Regions from separate parts of the Mus musculus genome. Here all the other regions are linked to region 2. The links are chromatin contacts, called in public Hi-C and HiChIP or PLAC-seq maps. All regions are on one chromosome and are shown on one strand. The core of a region is the stretch at or near the end of the contact, and the rest is flanking DNA. Distances in the headings are between cores, read along the strand shown. Region 1 overlaps Vwa8 (von Willebrand factor A domain containing 8). Region 2 overlaps Dgkh (diacylglycerol kinase, eta). Region 3 overlaps Vwa8 (von Willebrand factor A domain containing 8).

What was found. A called contact is a pair of places that touch in the nucleus more often than the background predicts. HiChIP or PLAC-seq counts read pairs in DNA pulled down with a chosen protein or histone mark.
Region 1: a contact with region 2 is called in a BATF HiChIP or PLAC-seq map of CD8 T cells, with 7 read pairs. The contact joins two enhancer-like sites. A contact is called at or near these places in 20 of 39 promoter capture datasets (the 3T3-L1 cell line, 3T3-L1-derived adipocytes, the HPC-7 cell line and 12 more), 3 of 15 datasets of contacts at CTCF or cohesin (CD8 T cells, embryonic stem cells and large pre-B cells), 80 of 484 Hi-C or Micro-C datasets (the 63-12 cell line, B cells, the BV-2 cell line and 41 more), 11 of 115 datasets of contacts at active chromatin or transcription factors (CD8 T cells, the NIH/3T3 cell line, bone marrow-derived dendritic cells and 6 more) and 4 of 9 other capture datasets (adipose tissue, embryonic stem cells, liver and 1 more).
Region 3: a contact with region 2 is called in a Hi-C map of CD8 T cells, with 2.8 times the contacts expected there. The contact joins two enhancer-like sites. A contact is called at or near these places in 13 of 484 Hi-C or Micro-C datasets (CD4 T cells, CD8 T cells, the N1E-115 cell line and 9 more), 6 of 115 datasets of contacts at active chromatin or transcription factors (effector CD8 T cells, kidney, large pre-B cells and 3 more) and 1 of 9 other capture datasets (embryonic stem cells).

The regions. Positions count from the first base shown.
Region 1 is chr14:78,862,506-78,865,560 of GRCm38.p6, forward strand. The region is part of intron 1 of Vwa8 (von Willebrand factor A domain containing 8); the gene reads left to right. Among named protein-coding and RNA genes, the nearest start is that of Vwa8, 15 kb to the left of the region's middle. Within about 2 kb of position 1,351, at least 12 of the 459 cell types and tissues checked have an H3K27ac peak or open chromatin away from gene starts, as enhancers often do. A contact at or near this core is called in CD8 T cells, where this site is marked.
Region 2 is chr14:78,676,628-78,679,379 of GRCm38.p6, forward strand. The region is part of intron 2 of Dgkh (diacylglycerol kinase, eta); the gene reads right to left. Among named protein-coding and RNA genes, the nearest start is that of Gm30716, 27 kb to the left of the region's middle. Within about 2 kb of position 1,419, at least 116 of the 459 cell types and tissues checked have an H3K27ac peak or open chromatin away from gene starts, as enhancers often do. A contact at or near this core is called in CD8 T cells, Th1 cells, memory CD8 T cells and 1 more, where this site is marked.
Region 3 is chr14:78,912,746-78,915,770 of GRCm38.p6, forward strand. The region is part of intron 4 of Vwa8 (von Willebrand factor A domain containing 8); the gene reads left to right. Among named protein-coding and RNA genes, the nearest start is that of Vwa8, 65 kb to the left of the region's middle. Within about 2 kb of position 1,581, at least 47 of the 459 cell types and tissues checked have an H3K27ac peak or open chromatin away from gene starts, as enhancers often do. A contact at or near this core is called in CD8 T cells, Th1 cells, memory CD8 T cells and 1 more, where this site is marked.

The sequences.
Region 1 (3,055 bases), core at 101-2,600, 190 kb after region 2:
GTGTTCTTTCACAAGAGGACTTAGCTGTTAGGAGAGTGAATCATTTAGGTACCTGCTATGCTTGCTTTCTCCAAAGCCCCTTGGGCCTCTGGGTGGCCAGGACTTTCTGTTATTGTTAGTTTCAGAGTACTGCATTCCCCTTATTTTTCTTGAATTCTACCCTCACCTTCATGTGGTTCCTTATCATACAACAAAATACAATAAATTGACATTTTACTGAGTGGGAGGCCCAAGCTAGCAATAAGAAATAAGAGTGGAGAAGGATTTCTTATGTGCAGCAGTTAAGAGCTGCATAGAGTTACTCCCAAAGCAATGCTCCCCTTGAGGAAAAGAAAGGAAGATGGAGTTTTTTTTTTTTTTTTTTTTTTTTCTGGCAGTCTATATATAGTCATGGGAAAGGATTTTGTGGGCATATTCCTGCACCTATTCAGTTTACAGTTAAGAAGGGAAGATGTTCACATTTTTTTTTTTTTTTTGCATTCTTAGCTTAAGGTCATAAAACACATGTTTGAAAAGTTAAAACTGAGGACTGGAACATTTTGGGGCATACTCTGCTCATATTGTAACAATGGTAGTCAAGAAAGCCTCTGGCCATGCTCACCTTGCGTTCCTAAAGATGGCAGGTAGGTGTGGCAGCACAGTCCTATAGTCCCAGCACTGTAGAGATGGAGCATAAGGGGCACTAGGTCAATCTGAGCTATATTATAAGTTCAAGGCCAGGCTGAGCTTCATAGCACAGGAAGGGCCAGCCCAAGTAACCTCCTGTCCTAGAGAGCAGGGGTGGGGGGATTAATACAGGATTTTGCCCAGAATGGTGCATGTGACTAGCGATCATGTACTTTCAGTTTCTCATTTTGAACCTACCAGTATTCCATTTGTTTCTTATTAGCAACCTGACAAATGGCTCTTCTTAGGGAAAGGGTTTTGTTCAGTAGAAAATTTAGTGCCAAGGCCTGAAAATAGTTCAGCATGTTCAGAATGTCACCTCAACATGAGCCAGGGTTATGTGGGAAGAGGGAACCTCTGTTGGAAAATGTCCCCAGCAGACTGGCCTGTGGGCAAACCTGTGGTGTGTTTTCTTGATTGGTGATGGGATGGTGGGTGTGGGTCGTATCACCTCTGCTCCAGTCGTGCTAGGTACCATAAGAAAGCAGGCTGAACAAGTCTTGGGGAGCAGCCAGTAAGCAGAGGAGCACCCTTCCATGTCCTCTGCTTCAGCTCCTCCTTCAGTTTCCTACCAGGTCTGAGTTCCTGTCCTGACTTCCTTCACTGATTAACAGTAACATGCAAGTGTAAGCCTAAGAAACCCTGTCCTTCCCAAGCAGGTTTCGGTCACAGAGTTTATCATACCAATCGAAACCCTAACAGACATTCGGTGTCTAGTGAGCAGAGTGTGGCTGGAGTTGGATGAGTGAGAATAACTGGAGATGAGATCAGAGAGGAAATGCAGATTAGAAACACCCTTTCGAGGTCATTAACGGAACCCAGCATGATTTGTCTCTGACTGCATTTGGCTGTTATATTGCCTCCTTAGATGCTAGATGGTGAAGAACAAAGCCTAAAACAGTAGGCCTGTGGGGTGTTCGAGAGAAGGCTGCCTGGGACTACCATGGATTGTGTTGTAAGCGGAAAAGAAGGATCTTAAGTTGCCATTAGTACAGCTGGGAGTAGTTTTAGTGGAAAGATCAGATGTTCAGTTCTCACTACAGAGGAAAAACTTTCCTTCATTTTTAAACGTTTGTAAAGGCAATTGGAGATGTAGCTTCATTGGTAGAACACTTCTCAACATTTATAAAGCTTTGGGTTCAATCCCATTGCATAAACTGGATGAGGTGGTATGTGCCACAATGCCAGCACTCAAGAGGTGATTAGAATATTGGGTATGTAGACAGATGGAGGCCAGCCTGGCATATTTGAGACCCCATCTTAAGTAGCAACAGCAAAAAACCCTTAATCCCCAAAACAAACAGACAACTCCAACAACAAAACACCTCAATGAAGAGGTTATAGTATATAATCTTAACATTGCATGTGCTAACTTTATTATAAAGCTTTTAAAAACTTGTTTGAGATAGGGTCTCAGTATGTAGTATAGGCTGCCTTTGAACTCAGTCTTCCAGTTACAATTCCACAATATTAGGACTGTGAATACTTTATATGAAGAAGAATGAGGGAGAAAGGGAGGAGGTGACTCCCTGGCACTTGCTGCAGTAAAGGTCCCTGTGCTACATAGAGTCTCAGGAGTCTGCTTGGAGATGCTGAGTCTGCAGGTTCCACATGGTGGGCGCTGTGATGCTTCAAGAACTTCTGTGATAAGAAGGAAGAAAAAGTGGCCTATGGGGATGTCCTAGTGGATTGTGGAGGAAGTTTGCAACCCTCATGATTTTTTTCAGTGTGTTTTGCCATGGCCCCTTCTGGCAGCTAACATTAGACCTGAAAGGATTTACCATTGGGTAGACTGGCTTTTCTTCTCTCAGTTTTTCCTGTGTCTTTAATAAATTATATCATCTATAAAAAACAATTTTCTGGCCGGGTGTGGTGGCGCACACCTTTAATCCCAGCACTTGGGAGGCAGAGGCAGGCAGATTTCTGAGTTCGAGGCCAGCCTGGTCTGCAGAGTGAGTTCCAGGACAGCCAAGGTACACAGAGAAACTCTGTCTCAAAAAAACAAAAACAAAATAAAACAAAACAAGAAAACCCCAACATTTTAAGTCTCAGATTTTCTCATTTTAAGGCTCTGTTTTAGAGGGTTATTTTGAGACTATAAAGGACTTGAAGGAAGGAAGTGTTGAACAAGTGTTAGCTGTCTTTGTCATTACCACAGCCTGTGGTTCTGGTGTCCAGTGTACCTCAGCAGCTCTGAACTAGCCAGGCTGAGGGATGAGCACTGGAATAACTATTTTTTTCTGCATGTCTTTGAGACCTTTCTAGACAAAGTTCTAGATGCCAGGACTTTGCCAATTTGGCTCTTGGAGAGAGCAAAGTAGAGGGAAATTGACTTAGGCCTGCACTGTAGTCAGAGATTAACATTCCTTACAAAACAGAACTCTGTAGA
Region 2 (2,752 bases), core at 169-2,668:
CTTAGTGCAGCCACACAGTGGCAGTGTGGACAGCTGAAAGCCAGCCCACTAGAACAGACGATCCCCGAAGGACTCAATACCTCACAGCACCAGGTACCTCTCGTGCCGGAGCAAGGAACTAGGTGAAAGTCTGATTTAGGGGATAGGGGAGTTTTGGGATAGCATTTGAAATGTAAATGAAGAAAATATCTAATAATATATATATATACATATATGTATATGTATATATATAAAGAAAGAACGAACCTCTGTCTTCCTCCTCCCTCACCAGCACCCGCCCTCCCCACTCCTCTTTTCTTCAGCTCTGCTTTGCCCCAAATGTCTGTCTCCCACAGCAGAACAAGGCTGGGGGCTTATTCTGGAGAGAGCTGAATGGAGAGAGTCTAGAATAAAAGACTCAGAAGTAACTAGAGGCAGAGGAGTAGTGCTGTGTAAGTGTGAATAAGCCAGTACCCTGGACTTGCTATATAACAAACCTTCAAGATGACGGTAGCCAGGATTGCAATTTGCTATTGGAAAGCCCTTTGGGACCTGACAAAGCCAAGGGCGGAGATGTCAGGGGTTGTCAAGGAAAAGCCTAGTCAGGTTATAGAATGAAACACCTGCACCTCAAACAGCTTCAGAGGTCCAGCTTCAGGGGTGGTGGTTCTACAAGTAAGTGTGTGTGTGTGTGTGTGTGTGTGTGTGTGTGTGTAGGTCCAGCTTCAGGGGTGGTGGTTCTACAAGTAAGTGTGTGTGTGTGTGTGTGTGTGTGTGTGTGTGTGGTGTGTTTAGTGTGTCTGTCTGTGTTTACTTCTCTATGCGTCTGTGTGTGTGTCTGTGTTTATTTCTCTATGCGTCTGTGTGTGTGTCTGTGTGTGTAGTGTGTATGTGTCTGTGTGTTTCTGTGTGTAGCATGTGTGTCTGTGTGTGAAGTGTGTGTCTCTCTGTGTGTGTATAATGTGTGTGTGTAGTGTGTCTGTAGTGTGTGTGTCTGTGTGTATGTCTCTGTGTGTGTAGTGTGTGTATAGTGTGTAGTGTCTGTGTGTGTGTGTGGGTGTGTGTCTGTGGGTTCCATATCCATTGAGTCAACTGACCACAAGTTGAAAATACTCTGGGGGGGAAAAAAAGCATTTTTAACTGAACTTAAAATGGCCACTCTTTTGTCACTGTTCCCTAAACAGCCACTACTCACATACCATTCATTAACACCCCGTGATAGATATGAGTAATGAAGAGATGGTCAAAAGCTCATAAAAGGGAGTGCCTGGGTTAACATTCTATAACATTCACATTTTATAACATACATTTGATCTTCTGCAGACCACTTTTTTTTTCCTTTGCATCCTTTAGGGAGCATTAAAACCAAGCCCACATAGATGCTGAAGTATGATAACCATCGCAGGAAGCCCTGTGTGCACACACACAAATGTTTGTATATTTACCCAAAGGGAAGTGAAAATACAATAGAAAGGTTGCAAAATAAAGTCAAGAACTCTCCTAGGAAGCACAATGAAAAGGGAAACATGCTAGAAAATGGGGAGTTGGGGAGAGACTGGGAAGGAACACGCAATGACAAATCCAGGAGGGCCAACGTCCAAACAATGGTAATACCACACAGAATAAGGAGAACAAACAGAAGGAAGAAATAACTCAAGATGATTTCCCAGAACTGAGCCCTGAATGGGGAGAAGCCCACACAGTGGATGAAAATAAACCCACACTGTGAATTCTGCTGTGAAGTTACAGATCCCTGAGGAGCAGAGAAGATCCTGAACGCTTCCAGAGAGGAGGATGGGGGAGGCGCTCCGTGGCTTCACACAGCCAGCCTGCACTGGCTTTCTCCGTGCTGGGAGCTAGACAGCAGCAGAGAGTGGCTTCAGGGTTGCTACAGTGCTCTGAGCAGAGGCAGCTTCCCACTGAGCAGGGTTTTGTTTGTTTGTTTTCCTTGTCTAACAGCATGCTTTCCACTTCCTGCTTTCTTCTCCTTCTTTACTGGCATGCATCCTGACGACAAGTTCTTTCAAGCTTAAACCCATTTGAGAGAAAAGTCAGTGTAAGAGGAAATGTTATCTTCAAACATGGAAGCCCACAGTACACGGCTCCCTCTTACCAGAGGCTCAAGCCATTGAGCCTCAGTAGGTTTGGCATTCTTCCTTTCCCAGATAATTCCTTCAACTCCATCTCCAATAGGCTCCCACCTTAAAAATCCTATTAGGAACATCCTCTCCCAGGAAGACAGCAAGCTTGTCCAGTGTGTAAATCCCACAGAGCCTTGAAGGCTATGCAGTACATTGTATCTCTATAACCGAGAAGAGAAAGAGCTGGCAGGACCGGAGAGACCGAGCAGTTCACTTCATCAATAAGATACATATTAGTTACTTTCTAATGCTGTGATCAAACACCTGATAAGAAACAGCATAGGCTGGGAAATGGTTTTTTTTAGCTCACAGATTAAGCAATACATCCATCCTAGCAAGGAAGGCGGGTGTGGAAGCTTGACATACTGGCCACACAGCCCGGACAGTCAGGAAGCAGAAAGGAGACAGGAAGTAGAGCCAGGCTATGAGTCCTCAAGGCCCACCACAGAGACCTACTTCCTCCAGAGTAGCCCCACCTCCTCAGGTTCCACCACCTTCCCCTCCAATGACACCAGGTGAAAACCCAGTAACCAAATGTGAGAACCTGAGGGGAACGTTCCATATTCAAACCACAGCAGGATCTGAAGAGACTCTGACTTCTGAAAAAAAGGTTTACTTGTGATCTCAAAGTG
Region 3 (3,025 bases), core at 331-2,830, 240 kb after region 2:
TCTGTCTTAAAACATATTATATAAACTATTAAATGTTCTTTCAAATGCCTCATAGTATATGGGATGCAGACTAAAATAACCAAGTTATACAGAAAATATTTGTTGTAACCATTGAGTTCATGGGGCTGTCTTTGACTCTTTAATAAATACTACAAGTTAAGACATAAACTATTCAACTCTACAGATTCACTGGTCTCCATAGTTAGTGAAGGAGGAGAACCAGTAAAGAGCTGATGCTGATGCAGGTCTAGATAATTAGCACTGTCTCTCACAGACAATAACAACAGACAAAACAGTGGGCAGATATTTGCATTCAGCGGTTACCTTTCCAGCATCCTTTTCTTCCAAATGTGTGAGGGGTCTCTGCAGCCTTCAGGGGAAGCAGAGAGACAAGCTGGGGGCGGGGCAGTAGCCAGCGTTCATTCAAACTTGGGAAGTCTGGCTGTGAGTGTTTCTTATGCTGTATTTAAACACAGCACAATATGGTGAAAACTATTCCTGTATTAACTAACTCAATCCTGCATGCACAACAAAGTGTACCTAAATCTCTGAGGAACGAACAAATTAAGCTAAATACATTTCAAACATGAGTACAACGAAACTCTTTGTAAAGTACATGTGACACCTTCCATACAGATAGACTCTATAGATTGACCAAGAAAAACAAGTTTACAAGAAGGGTCTGGAAGCGGAGTCAGGCTCTTGAATTTCTCCAGCCACACAGATTGTGCCAAAGTCAGCTGGATAGAATGCACATCTGCTCCAGCCTTCTGGGCAGACAGCAGATTTTGTATTCCTTCTCTTGAAGGAACAATTTTATGTGCTTAAAATTAGGCTGTCTGTGAGCATGAAGCCCTTCGTGCCCCCTACACAAATGTATTCATAAAGAACTGCCTTCAATGATACTAGTTGCAGTACTTTCAAAATCAGAAAACTAACTGAAAAAAGTAATGATACATATTGAAGAGGCTGATGAAACCATTGTTAATATAATACTCCAGAGCCATTAAAATGAATGAAATAATGCTAGCATTTGCTTCATGAATGAGTTGTTGCCTAGAAGGTTTGAAGGTTTGGGTTCAAGTCCCTAGTGCACACTCGTGCATATATCTCACAGAGTGGGGCATTATTCTATACTAAGAAGAAGTCCAGAGCATGGGTGGAAAGAAGTGGTCAGACAGTATGTGATCTCATTTGTGATAGAAGAAATGTATCTGTGCTTTTGTGCACATTGAAGTCTTCCAGAAGGCTGCACAAGAATCAGTTATGGATGTAAGATTAGAAATCTGGAGTGAGATAAAGGTTTGTTTCTTTTGTGTCTCAAGACCAAAATACCCAGCAGCCATAGCTTAAGGGAGGGCAGGCTTATTTTGCTTCATGGTTTCTGAAGGTTTTCAGCCAGTCTGGCAGGGAAATCATAGCGGAGACGCTGTCCTTGTGGTGGGAGTAGCTGCCAGAGGCTGTTCATGTGAAGAGAGACCAGGAGGCAGAGAGAGAGAGGGCTGTAACAGAGCCCTCAAAGGCCCACTGGAGTGGCTCAGTTCCACGGGCCAGGCCCCACTCCTTTCTCTTCATGGATGATGCCCACAAGTGTATTCTAAAGCGGCCTCTTCTGAGAACGTCACGGATGAAAGCCAGTGGGTGACGGCTGTGGTTTGTGCTTCCTGCCTGACTTTCCAGTCTTACAGTAGGCTTCAGTGCGAGTGTGATGTTAAAGGGCCTCAAAACGTCGGCTCTTCAGAAATGGAATTATTTAGGTAACTAAGTTTACTGATGAGCTGAAGATTTTTTGTTTGTAAATTTTAATTATCTTTTAAAAATTGTTTTGGGACTGGAGAGGGATGGCTTAGAGGTTAAGCACACTGGCTGTTCCTCCAGAGGTTCAATTCTGAGCCCCCACACAGCAGCTCACAACTGTCTCTTAACTCCTGCCCCAGGAGATCTGACACCCTCATCTGCCCTCTGAGGGCTTGAGGCATTCATAAAGTCCACAGTCATTCTAGCAGATAAAATACCCCTACACATAAGATAAAATGCAAAATAAACAATTGTTTTATTGTTGCATAGCCATTGGAGGACTTAATTATTTCTTTTTATATTTAATTTTATCGTATGTGCATGGGTGTTTGTCCTGTTTGTGTATATTCCTGTGCACCATATGTATATAGTGCCCACAAAGGCCAAAAGAAGTTATCAGATCTCCTGAGGGTAGAGTTTCAGACAGTTGTGAGCTGCCATGTGGGTGCTCAGAATCAAACACTGGTACTCTGGAAGAGGAACCTCTGTTCTTAACTACTGAGCCATCTCTCATAAATGTAAACATTTTCATGAAACTTTCTGCCATTCTAAGATATGTGTTTTCAGACATATTTCACAGTTGCTGCAGTGTATAAAATGTTTGAAGAATAGATGTATAGACATTTGGTGTATTTTATACTCCCCATTTCTTGATGAACCTTGTTCATGATACACATCAGTTCTTAGCATGCAGTAGCACATCTACACCTTCAAAGCCTGTGACTGAATGTTGGCAATAATGGTCTTTTCTCTCTCAGTCGCCTCAGACTCTTTTGAAGTTTAAGCTAATTTTAAATTTATTTTTTGGTACTTAACAGGTTGTTGATTAAAGGCATGAAATAACTTCATAATATGATAAATAAAACCCAAATCCTGTAACACGGCCTAACATGACATCAGCATGCGAACTTACCATGGCTTCCACATTTATTTTCTGTTTTTTTCTATTATCTATTATTTTTTTCTTTATCTATCTTATTCATATATGGAACTCAAAACTGGAACATTCACAGCACTTACATTTGATGGTAGATTTTGCCTTTAAATTATTATCTTTGGTAAAATTTTAAGTAAATTGAAAATAAAACGGCATGACTAAGAACATTTGGCTTTTCTGTGGATAAGTGATTGGTCCTTAAGAAAAAACTTGTTTTTTCTTTGTGTGTGAGTGAGTGATGCCCGCAAAGGAGGGGAGGATGTCAGATCTTCTGGATCTGGAGTTAGCATG